Regions from separate parts of the Sus scrofa genome. Here region 2 is linked to region 1. A link is a contact called in public HiChIP or PLAC-seq data. All regions are on one chromosome and are shown on one strand. The core of a region is the stretch at or near the end of the contact, and the rest is flanking DNA. Distances in the headings are between cores, read along the strand shown.

What was found. HiChIP or PLAC-seq counts read pairs in DNA pulled down with a chosen protein or histone mark.
Region 2: an H3K27ac HiChIP or PLAC-seq map of skeletal muscle shows a contact between it and region 1. The contact joins two enhancer-like sites. A contact is called at or near these places in 3 of 47 Hi-C or Micro-C datasets (embryonic fibroblasts, heart right ventricle and retroperitoneal adipose tissue) and 2 of 2 datasets of contacts at active chromatin or transcription factors (alveolar macrophages and skeletal muscle).

Annotation. Positions count from the first base shown.
Region 1 is chr2:144,567,218-144,572,985 of Sscrofa11.1, reverse strand. ARHGAP26 (rho GTPase-activating protein 26) reads right to left here. Exons shown (of 23, transcript XM_021085449.1): 12 at 5,250-5,286. Among named protein-coding and RNA genes, the nearest start is that of ARHGAP26, 270 kb to the right of the region's middle. Within about 2 kb of position 2,510, at least 14 of the 83 cell types and tissues checked have an H3K27ac peak or open chromatin away from gene starts, as enhancers often do. A contact at or near this core is called in skeletal muscle, where this site is marked.
Region 2 is chr2:145,212,195-145,217,962 of Sscrofa11.1, reverse strand. No RefSeq gene overlaps it. Among named protein-coding and RNA genes, the nearest start is that of NR3C1, 290 kb to the right of the region's middle. Within about 2 kb of position 2,067, at least 11 of the 83 cell types and tissues checked have an H3K27ac peak or open chromatin away from gene starts, as enhancers often do. A contact at or near this core is called in skeletal muscle, where this site is marked.

The DNA of each region.
Region 1 (5,768 bases), core at 1,261-3,760:
AGTTCGGTGCAATCCTACGTGAAAAATTGAAGTTTTTGAGACACGTCTCAAACTTACTTTATAGAGATGGGTAAAGGTCCATAAGCAGCTACGTCAACCCTTAAGGGGAATCAACAGAGGAAACCAATGACCAGATATTAAGACTCACCCCAAAGTCATCATATTAAAACTAGAGAGGTATGATCACAAGAACTGACAGACCAAGGGCATAAAGAACTCAGGGGCGGAGCTCACACATGCAAACCTAGCACACACTACAGCCGCTATCACAGGTCACAGAGGGGGAGAAATGGCCGTTTCCAAGATGTTATTGGGAAAACCGGCTTTCCACGTGGATAAAAATAAAGCTGAATCTTCATGAAACACCATATATGGTGGTAGGTATCAGATGGATTCGAAACCTACCTGTGAAAGACAAAAATCATGAAGCCAACCAAAGAAAATGTGGGTGCAGAGCTTTGTGCCATGGGTCAGACCAAGAGGCCTTCTTTAAAACACAGCTCGACGATCATAAACCAGCGGGGAAATGTTTTCGAAGATTAAAAAGGCTTTATGATCAAGGGAGGAAGAGGTCACATATACTATTGTCAGATGGCAACACGGAAACATCTATTTAAAATAGCTGCAACTAACAAGGAATGAATCCTAGAGCACAAGGAACTTTACAAATCGGCAATGAAGAAGAGGTAACAGGCAATAGCAAAATGGGCAAAGGACACAAAGAGGCAGAAAATAGAAGCGGACACCCAGTAAACAGGCCTATGAAGAGATATTTAAACTCACTGATTATCAGAGAACTACAAATCAAGACAAGGATGAGCTATCCTTTTCTACCTACTAGACTGGCAAAAAAAAAAAAAGAGAGAGAGTTGGATAATGGCCAGAGTTAGCAGGAAGGGGGAACTCTTCCCGTGGGGCTGGAGGCCCCGGAGAGACGGCTCTAGGTCACGACCTGAGCACCTTCCCTCCAACGAAGCGGACACTACTCTCCTCCAGGGTAAACCCCGACAATACCGCAGCGACATCTGCGCCCATGCCCCCTCTGTGAGAACCTCCAGGGAAACACAACAAGGACTACAACCATTTACACGACAGAAAACCCCAGGTAGGACAGAATAATGTAAATCAACGATAATCAAAGAATTAACAAAACAAAACAAAAACAAAAACAAAAACCCACACAGGTAGGAGTTCCTGTTGTGGATCACGGGTTAAGAATCCATGTCTGTGAGGATGTGGGGTCAATCCCTGGCCTTGCTCAGTGGGTTAAGGAGCTGGCATTGCCGTGAGCTGTGGGGTAGGTCGCAGATGTGGCTTGGATTCGGTGTGGCTGTGGCTGTGGTGTAGGCTGGAAGCTGCAGCTCCGATTCAGACCCCTAGCCTAGGAACTTCCATATGCTGCAGGTGCAGCCATGAACAAAATGAAACAAACAAACAAACAACAACAACAACAACAAAACACCCCACAAGTACATGAAAGACATGAATTGGCAAGAGTACACGTTAAAAGTACACAATAGAACGGTGGACTGCGGGAGGACAGGAATAGGAGTTGGGAAAAGAACTAAAAGAGAAGTGAGTGAGTGACTTAAGGAGGAGCCTGTGAGGATCCCGTGCCACAAGCCAGGGAGCAAGACTAATTCTCTCTCTCTGGACCCGAGATCCAAAGAGAAGAGAGAAGAAAGCAAAGGGGAGAAAAGTCTCTGCAAAGAAATGTGCATGCATTTATCTGCTGTCATCCCCTCCTTGGCAACTGGGCCATTTGGAAAACACCAGCAGCTGCCAGCCATTAATTATGGCCCTGCCTGACATCCCACAGGCACTGTATGCCCTGAGAGAAACTTCAAGATAAAAGCAACAAATTCAGAACTGTCCCCGAAGGAATTCCCTCCTGCTACCTGTCACTTCAAAATATGCTGGTTCTGTGGTGAAATGCTGGCATTTGAGTTCTCACCAAACCATTTTCCAGAAAGGAAAAGGCCCAACATTTGGAATCTGGCTCTTAAAAGGTAACAGCACAGCATCCCACGTTTAAATTCATATCCTATAGACTTCTTACCTTTAAGTGTTTCAATTGCCTCATACACAGCTGCAAAACCACCAGAGCCTGGGCAACAGCGCCACCTGTGGCGGAGGAGCGCCACTGCGTGGGGTGCGGTGAAACTCACGTCACCTCGGCAGGAATTGGAAAGGGAACGGGCTTGGCAGCAGAGGGGAAACGAAGCTAAGGCTCGTGTGATGTCAAAAGAAGTCCTAACCCTAACCCTAACCGGAGCACTTCTCTGGTGTAGCCAGCTTGGAAATCAGTGAACAGAGCAGTTTCTAGAACAAGAGCACCCTAGAAAAATAATTTTTCTAAACTACTCCTGGAAAAGTGACCGGTATGTTTAACCCATCTGTCCTCTCCCGCTTCCCATATGAAAAGGTGAGCAGCTGAAGAATCAGTAGAGACTCAAGGCAGCCAACTCTGTCCCCTGTGAATAACAATGGCAAGAGCCACATGCTGCACGCGCCTTGTTTCCACAAACGGAACCTTCTGTGTTGTTCTTTTCCTAGGGAGGTAGAATATCCCTGTGGTTAACAGCAGAGTTAAATTAGAGCCAGGCAGAACTCAGATTAAATCACATCTCCTGCATTGACCAATCTCAATTTCCTAATCTACAAAGTAGGTCAAAAGCACCTCGCAGAGCAGTGCAAAAGCATCAGAGGAGCTAATGTGCATAAAAACCCTGAAACACAGTGAGGAGCCGGTAAGCGCTATCCATGAACAGCTATTATTGTAAAATACACTCGCTGTTGACAATGCAAAGCATAGAGAAATATTTCAAGGTGAAGGTCGGTGTCTCCCAGCAATCTACCCCCTGTGCTGATTAAGACTTTGACGAGGAAGCGTCTCCAGGACTGTGCCTCTCAATGTCTCTAGACAAGGCAAGTCATTTATTTTTATCCACACATGGTTCCACCACCTGAGTTTTAAAAACGTAAGGGAACAATATACGGAGGGCACCGTTTTGGCAAATATACCAAGATCTCGCCTGTTCTTTTTAGAGGGTCCATAGTGCTCTCTGCTATTTGTCATCAGTGTCTTATTAACCATTTAGACTGTCTCCGATTCTTTGCTATCGTGACCGATGCGCCAATGAACTTCTTTACAGAAATGTCTTTGCATTCCCATCTATCCGTCAGGACAAACTGCTGGGTCAAAGGATATTTACTTTTGAAAGGCTTTTAATACATAGTCCCCAGATACTTAATACATATTACGATATGGTAAAACCAGCTGGCATGCCCACCAGCAGAAGCACGGTCATCTTTTAAATCTACCGGTATGTATCTCAAGGAGGGAGAAGCAGATTCATAACGTCAAAAGTTACAGGCAAGGAGTTCCCGTCGTGGCACAGTGGTTAACGAATCTGACTAGGAACCATGAGGTTTCAGGTTCGATCCCTGGCCTTGCTCAGTGGGTTAAGGATCCAGCATTGCCGTGAGCTGTGGTGTAGGTGGCAGACGCGGCTCGGATCAGCGTTGCTGTGGCTCTGGTGTAGGTCGGCAGCTACAGCTCCTATTAGACCTCTAGCCTGGGAACCTCCATATGCCGCGGGAGCGGCCCTAGAAAAGGCAAAAAAAAAGTTACAGGCAAGCTTCAGGTCTGGGCAGGGGGTCTCCTTCGATGTGTCCCTGCCCCTCCCAGTTCCTAGGTCCTTTATTATAGAAATGTGTCCCAGAGCAGGGCAGGGCGTGGGCCTCTGTCCTCTCTTGTCCTGGTGGGTCCCGTGATGTCCCTTCTGTAATTCCATCTCCTGAGTCCTCTCGAAACCCTCAGTCGAGGTGTGCTGTCTTGCCCCAGGTGGGCTGAAGCTAGGCCACTTTGATGCGCTCTTTCCTGGGACTCTCAGAGAAGTGAGGCAAGGACTGACAAACTGTTTAAAAGCTTTCTCATCCTGCTTCTATTATCCAGAAGGCCCTTCCCCACTGGTCCCCGGGTCTCCAGAACTGGTCTGATTTCAAGCCTTGGTTCTTCCACTCTTCCCACCTTACTGCGGGTGGCGCTGCAGAGTTCTCTGCCCTTTCATTATTATTACTATTGTTTATGCGATTGTTATTTTAGGTCAAGTTAGCCCCGTATCAGATGGGCTTTCCGAAACAGGCCCATCTGAACGGGGGAGGAAGGACTTGTTTCCTTGAATATTTACTTGAAAAATTCTCCCTGGTTCAATGCGTGCGGGAAAAACAGAAGCAACAAAGAAACATGTTTTTCTTCTCCGAAAGGCCTCTTGGCCTACCAATAACGACCTTTCCAAATTACTTAACATTTTACATAAAGATTCTGTAACATCTGTATTTTGGAAAGCATGAAAGAAGGGAAATGTCTGTCTCCAAGTGGATTTCGCATCGACATAAACAGCTCATCCTTTTCTCTGGTCCACATGGAGCGGCACTGAGCTTCCGGATACTGCTGCAATTCAGGGTAGGGCTATCTTGGACTTTTCTCCAAGTGGATTTTACAAAGCAAATCTGAGGCACAGGGACACAATTTCCTTCCTACGCTGGTAGCAACAAGGCAGGAATTTGTTTTTTCTCCTGCTCACCAAGGAGACCATCAGCCCAGTTTCATGTTCACCCCATCATCGTTACAAGGTTGCAGGTGCCCTTGGACGTCGTGCTTAACCAGAGCGCTCAGAGCCAGAAGCAGGGGAGCTGTGCCTGCTCGAGAGGCTGCCCAGGTCACTCCCGTCAGAGAGGAATATCATCAGTGTGCACTGTCTCTGCTCTTAGCTCTCCAAGAGGCAACGGGAACCCAGGAGTAGGTACCAAGCCATCACTCAGACGGTTCTTGCCTCTCCAGTCCTCTGAGCAAGACCGCGCAGGAGGCAAAGCCAATTCTGGCTTCCTGCAGGACAGGGCTCTTGGGGACCTGGCTCTTATTGGATTAAGCAACGTTTAAGTGGTGACTGGAATGACATTCTTAAGACGACACAGGATTAACGGAGCTAATGTACCTCATTCTCTGGACAGCGTGAAGGGTTACGGGGTGCAAGATGTCATCACGGCCTTGCCGGTCAGGCTCACGGCAAGTCCTGGAGTCCCTGACATGGTAAGGCTGGCAGAAGCCGCTCAGGCTGCTCTGGGGGAAGGGGGCTGACCCAACAGGCCCATAGCACCTCCTGGTGGTCCTTCCCCAGAACAGCAGCTTCCCCAATCCCGCCCCCGCCCCCAGCTGTAGAAACAAATCTGAACAGCGTACTTACTGCCTTCGCTCTGACTGTCTCTGTTGGAGTTGTAGACCTGGAAAACAGAAAGACCTGTTTACTTGGGCGCATTTTCCTACCACTCTCCAGGTCCACTGGAGAAAACCACTCCTTCCCCCTTTCCTAGCTTGTGCCTGAGGATAGAAGGCCACTTCTGGCCCCCACATGTAAATGCCATCACACCTAGTTCCTGCTATTTACTTCAGGTGTTCTTAATGTGTGCACATCAGAATCACCTCTGGAACTTTATGGTTAAAACAAAAACCTCATATTCCTCCTTCAAAAAAAACCCAAACTTATGTATGCATGGAAACTAAAAAGGAGAAAAAAAATTAATGTTACAAATCATTAAGCATTAACTGCGCACGCCAGGCAATGAGCTAAGCAATTCACATGAATTATCTCAAATTATCTATACAACAATTCTGTTGGGTAGGCGCTGTTATGATCACCGTTTTACAGATGGAGAATTGCAGGCTTCGAGAGGTTAACTAAGGCTCCCAGCTGGTATGTGGCAAA
Region 2 (5,768 bases), core at 818-3,317, 650 kb before region 1:
TAACTTATGTAGAAAAACTTTGCTCTACTCTTCTCATCTAGTATGGCAGGAAATCTCTTCTGTTTGTGCAAATGGAAAATGTTTTTGTTCTGAATTGCAGACAGATGTGGCTTTATGCCCGTGGTTCTTGCCTCCACTAAATGCACAGTTCATATTTATTAAAAAATATATATATCTTCTTGACCATCCTATATAGGAATTCAGGAGTTTGCTATGTGACTCAGCGTAACAAACCCAACTAGTAACCATGAGGATGCAGGTTCAATCCCTGGCCTCACTCAGAGGGTTAAGGATCTGGCATTACCGTGAGCTGTTGGTGTAGGTTGCAGACATGGCTCAGATCTGGCGTTGCTGTGGCTGTGGTGTAGGCCTGCATCTGCAGCTCTGATTCGACCCCTAGCCTGGGACCTTCCAAAAAAAGAGAAGAAAAAAAATCCATATTCATGTATTTTATAGCATATGAAATTTTAAAGAATATAGTGTCCTATGTATAATGTAAAAGGACAGTAAAAGTCATAAAGTAACATTTCATCAGTAAGAACTCTCAGGCGTGACAACAGTAGAAGATATTTTTTAAGAGATACAATATATTACCATGGATTTTGCTATTCCTAATACTGAGAGTATGTATGACCATGAATGCAACCATCACAATGCAGCCTGATAGAGTTGTGTTCACTGGTGACTCAAAAACTTCTTGGTGCATTGCTGTCTGCAGTGTGATTTTCCCGCCGCATACACCCCGCAACTTCCCAGTGATGAAAACCTCTTGGTAACATTCCAAAGAAATCAAAATACGATCTCCTTCTTTTATTTTTACAGTAGTTGCATTCCTAGAAAATTCAGGCTGCATTAAGACTGTATAAAAACAATTCGTGATTATGTCTCAAAGAATTGGTTTTAGGCTCCAGGATGTCTGTCAGGACAATTCTTGGTTGTATAAGACTGTCTAATCTAGCCTCCCTAGGCCCCACTGACTAAATGCCAACCACATTACCTCAATCATTGGGACTAGCAAAAATCCTCCCACAAATTTCCAAAACGTTTCTGGGGAAGTGGTATCTACCTCCTTGAAAAGCACTGCTTTCGTCAGCCCACGGAGTTCCCAAAAAGTTATGTGTCAATTTGATTCTCATACCTGGATCTGAATTTTCACATGTTAAGTGTTCATAAAACAAGGTGCATTTTTTTTAAAAAAAGACAGGTTTCTGCAGCATGCACAAAGGTGGCCCTGATTCACTGTAAGTAATGTTCTCGAATCCTCCTAGGTGGTGACCTAAGACACTAGCCCGGATGTCTCTCAAGTGAGAAGGCAAAGTTAACGTACGTGTGTGTGGAAGCTGGTAAACAAAGAGCAGGTGGACCACAAGTATGATACAGATGCACTGGCACAGGTACAGGCATCTGTATATTCAGCTGACTCGAGGGCTAGGCAAATGCCCTTGGCTGTCTCGAAGGTCCATGGGGTCGGTTCAGGAAAAAGGTAAGCCCAGGGCGAGGAGGATGTCAGCAGTTGCTAGGAGACTAACAGTCTGTGAAGGAAACAAAGGAAGTGAGTCAGGGGAGAGTGTGAATGTAGGGTTAAGGATAGCAGTGATGTCGCGGTCAGCCCAGGTGAAGGTGACCACGGCTCTGAGAACTACGTGGTGGATGTTGCTTCTTGAGTTACAGCTTCTTGCATCTCGATCTTGAACTGGAGGGAGCACCTAGTGCACGGCACAGAAGGATGTTTTCATCCCCGTCCTCACGTGGGAGCAGCGCACGGGGATATGAGCTTCCTTTCTCCATGCTTCCCAAGACACCTTGCGCTATCTTTACATTTCAGGAAAGCCAACCCCCCTCAGCTGTGTGAGGCAGACATCTGTTGACCATATTCCATGGATCAGAGTTGTGTCTGTTTTTCTCTCCCTTTGGGAGAAGGAATGGTGGGCGTGACTCCACGCAGAAATTCTGGCAAGCCAATAAAGACCACCGTCCAAGTTCCCTCAAGCTAACCATGCATGGCTCAGTCTTAGTGTAGTTTGCATGCCTGCCTCAGATTCCTGTCTTTAAGAAGGCTCTGAAAATCAGGCCCAGACAGACTCCAATGCCTATTCATCTGAAGTTCACCAGGCAGTGTGCCTGGTGTCATTTGAGCAAGCCGTTTCGCAGCCAGCTTTTTTTTTTTTTTTTTAATGACATGATTGCCCAGGCTTTCAAATCCCATTATGAAACTTTTCATCCTTTACTCAGGGCTTTTTTTTTTTTTTTTAATCTGCCATTTTAGTTTGACGGAAAGAGATGTTGAGCAGAAATAATAGCAAAATTGCTCTTTGGGACCAGATGATATCATGAGTCATGCCACATTTGGGGATCTGTAGTTGCCACATTTTTCCCTCTCCTGAAATTCTTAATGACTGACAGTGGTTGGTTATCAGGGAAGATAGGAAGAAGGCTGGACTAATCCCAGGGCAGCTTGGAGGTTCATTAGAAGGGAGGGAGGAGAGGCCCACCAGCCCTGGCCTGGGGCCACAGAAAACAAGGAGACCCCTAGCTGTGTCCTGCCAGGCATTCAGAGCCCTGCATGGAGGCAGCCTGATTGTTATTGGAAACAGTTACTGGCCAACGGCAGTGTTGTGCCTGCTGCTTCACTACGGTGACACACAACCTCAGGGCTGCAACACGATCCTCTCCATGTCGAGGGGGATGCAGAGTGCCTCCTACATACCCTAAGTCAAATCAGGGCTCCACAACTGGCTCTAAGAGAAGCAGTTACATATTCTTGTGAACATTCTCCTAGGTGTTTTCAGCTGCCAGGGAGTTCTCTCACATCAGCCTATCTAGAGAAAGCTGCAGGTGATGTTACAGCGTGGTTCTCACGTCTTCTCACCTGGTCTCACACATGGGGTCTGCTGGGAAAAGTGGATGCAGGATTCCTGGGGCACTTATCTTCACAGCTATGACCTAGCATCTCGCCCGGCACCTGGCTGTGGAGTAGGAATGAATACATAAGGAAGGCAAGCCAAGGTGGAACGGGTGTGAGGCATTCCTCCCTCCGCCCCGTCCTTCTCTCCCTGCCTCCCCCGTCCCACTCCACACCACTCCTGTTTCTCCAAAAAGTGAGGTCAACATCAGTATAACATCTAGTCATGAAATGGACAGTGCTAAGTAACTAAAAGAAACAGTGTCCATGTTAGTTATGAGTTTTGAGCCAGAAGGGCGTCAGGAAGACCTGCATTTTGGTCTTATCCTTCACCACCTGCTATTGGGCAACCTTGAACAAATTGTTAAAAATCTCTTAGCCTAATTGCTCCTCTAGCAAGTACAGATAGTAATAGTCCCACCTTATCCGTTTGTTATAAGAATTAGAGATAATTCATGTCAAGTGCTTGCACTGTGCTTGGGACTTTAGTGTTCAAGAAGTGTTAGCTGCTTTTATTATTTTCCCATAGGCTACTCATCACAACTGTGTGAGTATCAGCTCAGCGAGGTGACTGCTGCTAGGTCTGTGCCGCTCTGAGGAAAATTGCCGTCTCATCCATCTTGGGAGCAACTGGAATTATTCTCTGTACTGATTTGACCATGGATTAGCTTGGTTGCTATGGCTATATTACTTAACCTTCGGGGCTTCAGCGTCTTTGTTGTAAACACAGACAGCTGCTCTGTCTATACTCAAAGATCATTACACGTGAGAATGTTTAGGAAGGGCCCTAAAGACTGAGTATGAGTTTTTGGTTTATGCTATTGCCTAGATGCCTAACATTTGGGAATTAGATTAGGGAGGGAGAAGGGATGGAATGTACATTAAAGGCATTTATTCCAACTTTACTGATGAAGACGTCAATGAAGTGAAGGATTCATGATCCATAATAATGAGGTCAACTGCTCTAGCCGTGTGGAGGTCAGTAGGCATGTCCTCTCGGGAGAGCTAAGTCAGTCACATGACCTCAGTTTTTTTCTTTCAATGACACCACGTGATGTTAAAAGGAAAGTTGTTTTAGCTTTAGACAGTTAAAGCCAGAAAATTCAGGCCGTGTTTTCCACTAGTATGCAGTTCTCTCCCTCATATACCATAAAACAAAATCACAAGGATTGAAAGGCCATGGCAAAGAAGGTAAAATAGTGGATCCAATCGTCGTCATAATTATGGGAATATTATTTGAACATACTGTGCTAAAATCTTTGCATATATTCTCTCACTTAATTCCAGCCTGTAAAGTAGATGCCATCATCTCCGTGCCTCTGGAAGGAAGAAATTAAGGCTTGTAGAGATTAAGTAACATGGCCAGGTCGCTGGCTGTGAATTATGGAACATTGCCCTTTTTTAGTGTCTACTTTCCTTGTCTTGTCACCTCAAGGACAGTTGAGTGTACCTGACTGCTCAGAGTCAGCCCCTTTTGCTTGACAGCAGGTGAGGCAGAGTGACTTCAGAGCACTGGATCGCGCAGGTCGATGCTCTCTCCTCTTGTGCTGGTAAAAAGTCCAGAGCGATCCTGTGCCATTGATACTTGGTTTGCAGGACCCCATACATTTGCCTAATGTTTGGGAATTCGGTTTAGGTTAGGGAGGGAGAAGGGATGGGACGTACATTAAAGGCGTTTATCCTATCTTACTGATGAACGTGCCAGTGAATTGAAGCTGTGGCTCTGAATCCTCTGCAGTGGCAGAGATTCTAGTCCTTGTACACACCATCAGCCTCTCCATCCTTGCAGTGACCCAATGGGTGGCCTATTGTCAACTAGTCTACTGATCACTTTCCTTCCTCTTCATTTATGGAGCATTTCCTCTACGTTAAGCCCATCCATGCTGAGCATGTGGGATCATAAAAAGGGAAAAAATTGTCCCTGTCCCCCAAGAGCAACTGTTTTGGTGAAAAGTGAGATAAATGACTCACCAGAAAGGGAGGTAGAGAGAGAGAGACACATGGAGAGATGAGACAGTGACGAATAGAAGAACAAAGACGAGAATGATGTGCTCTATGAGCAGGGATGGAAGGGTGACTAATTTCAGCTGAAGGCTGGGGATCTGAAATCCCTCCCAGCAGAGATAGCATTGGATCTCGGTTTTGAAAGAAGAATGGGAGCCGAATCTGGGAAGAAAGGTTACACTACCAGGAGGAGAAGACTTAACTGTCAAATCCAGAGATAGCCATTCTGTACCTTGTTCTCACTGAGCCCAGCTATACTGTGAGTTGCCTTCTCTACACACCAGCCCAGGGGATCACCACCAGTTCAACGGAACCGATGGATGAATCCTCCTGGCCTTTTCTGACTTACTTCTTTATTGACTTCAAAGGCAGGACTATTAAACTAAGCAATAGGGGAATGGATCCATCCTAGGAGACACAAATAGATGGCCATTTGATTTCAGAGAGGGACTTCATAAAAAAGAAAGCACACATGGAAGTACCTACTCAGTAACATGTCCTTGAACCTCTTAGCGCCTACCTTTCTCTTATCTGCACCATTCTCAGTGCTTTATTTAACAGAGACATCTCTTGTTCACCTAGGTTGTGTGGGTCCTTTTGTGAGGCCCCATACAAAGATGTATAAGATCTGACGTCTGTCTTCAGTGAATCATCAACTAATGGGAGTAATAAAACCAGTGTACAGAAAACTGTATACACGTCCACATAATCAAAATGTCACATGCATAGATATTTTGAAGTTCTCCCCTATCCCACCTATCACCAAGGGAACTGGTGTGAAACATTCTCTTTAAGATGCAGAGTGGAGGAGTTCCTGTCGTGGTGCAGTGGTTAATGAATCTGACTAGGAACAGTGAGGTTG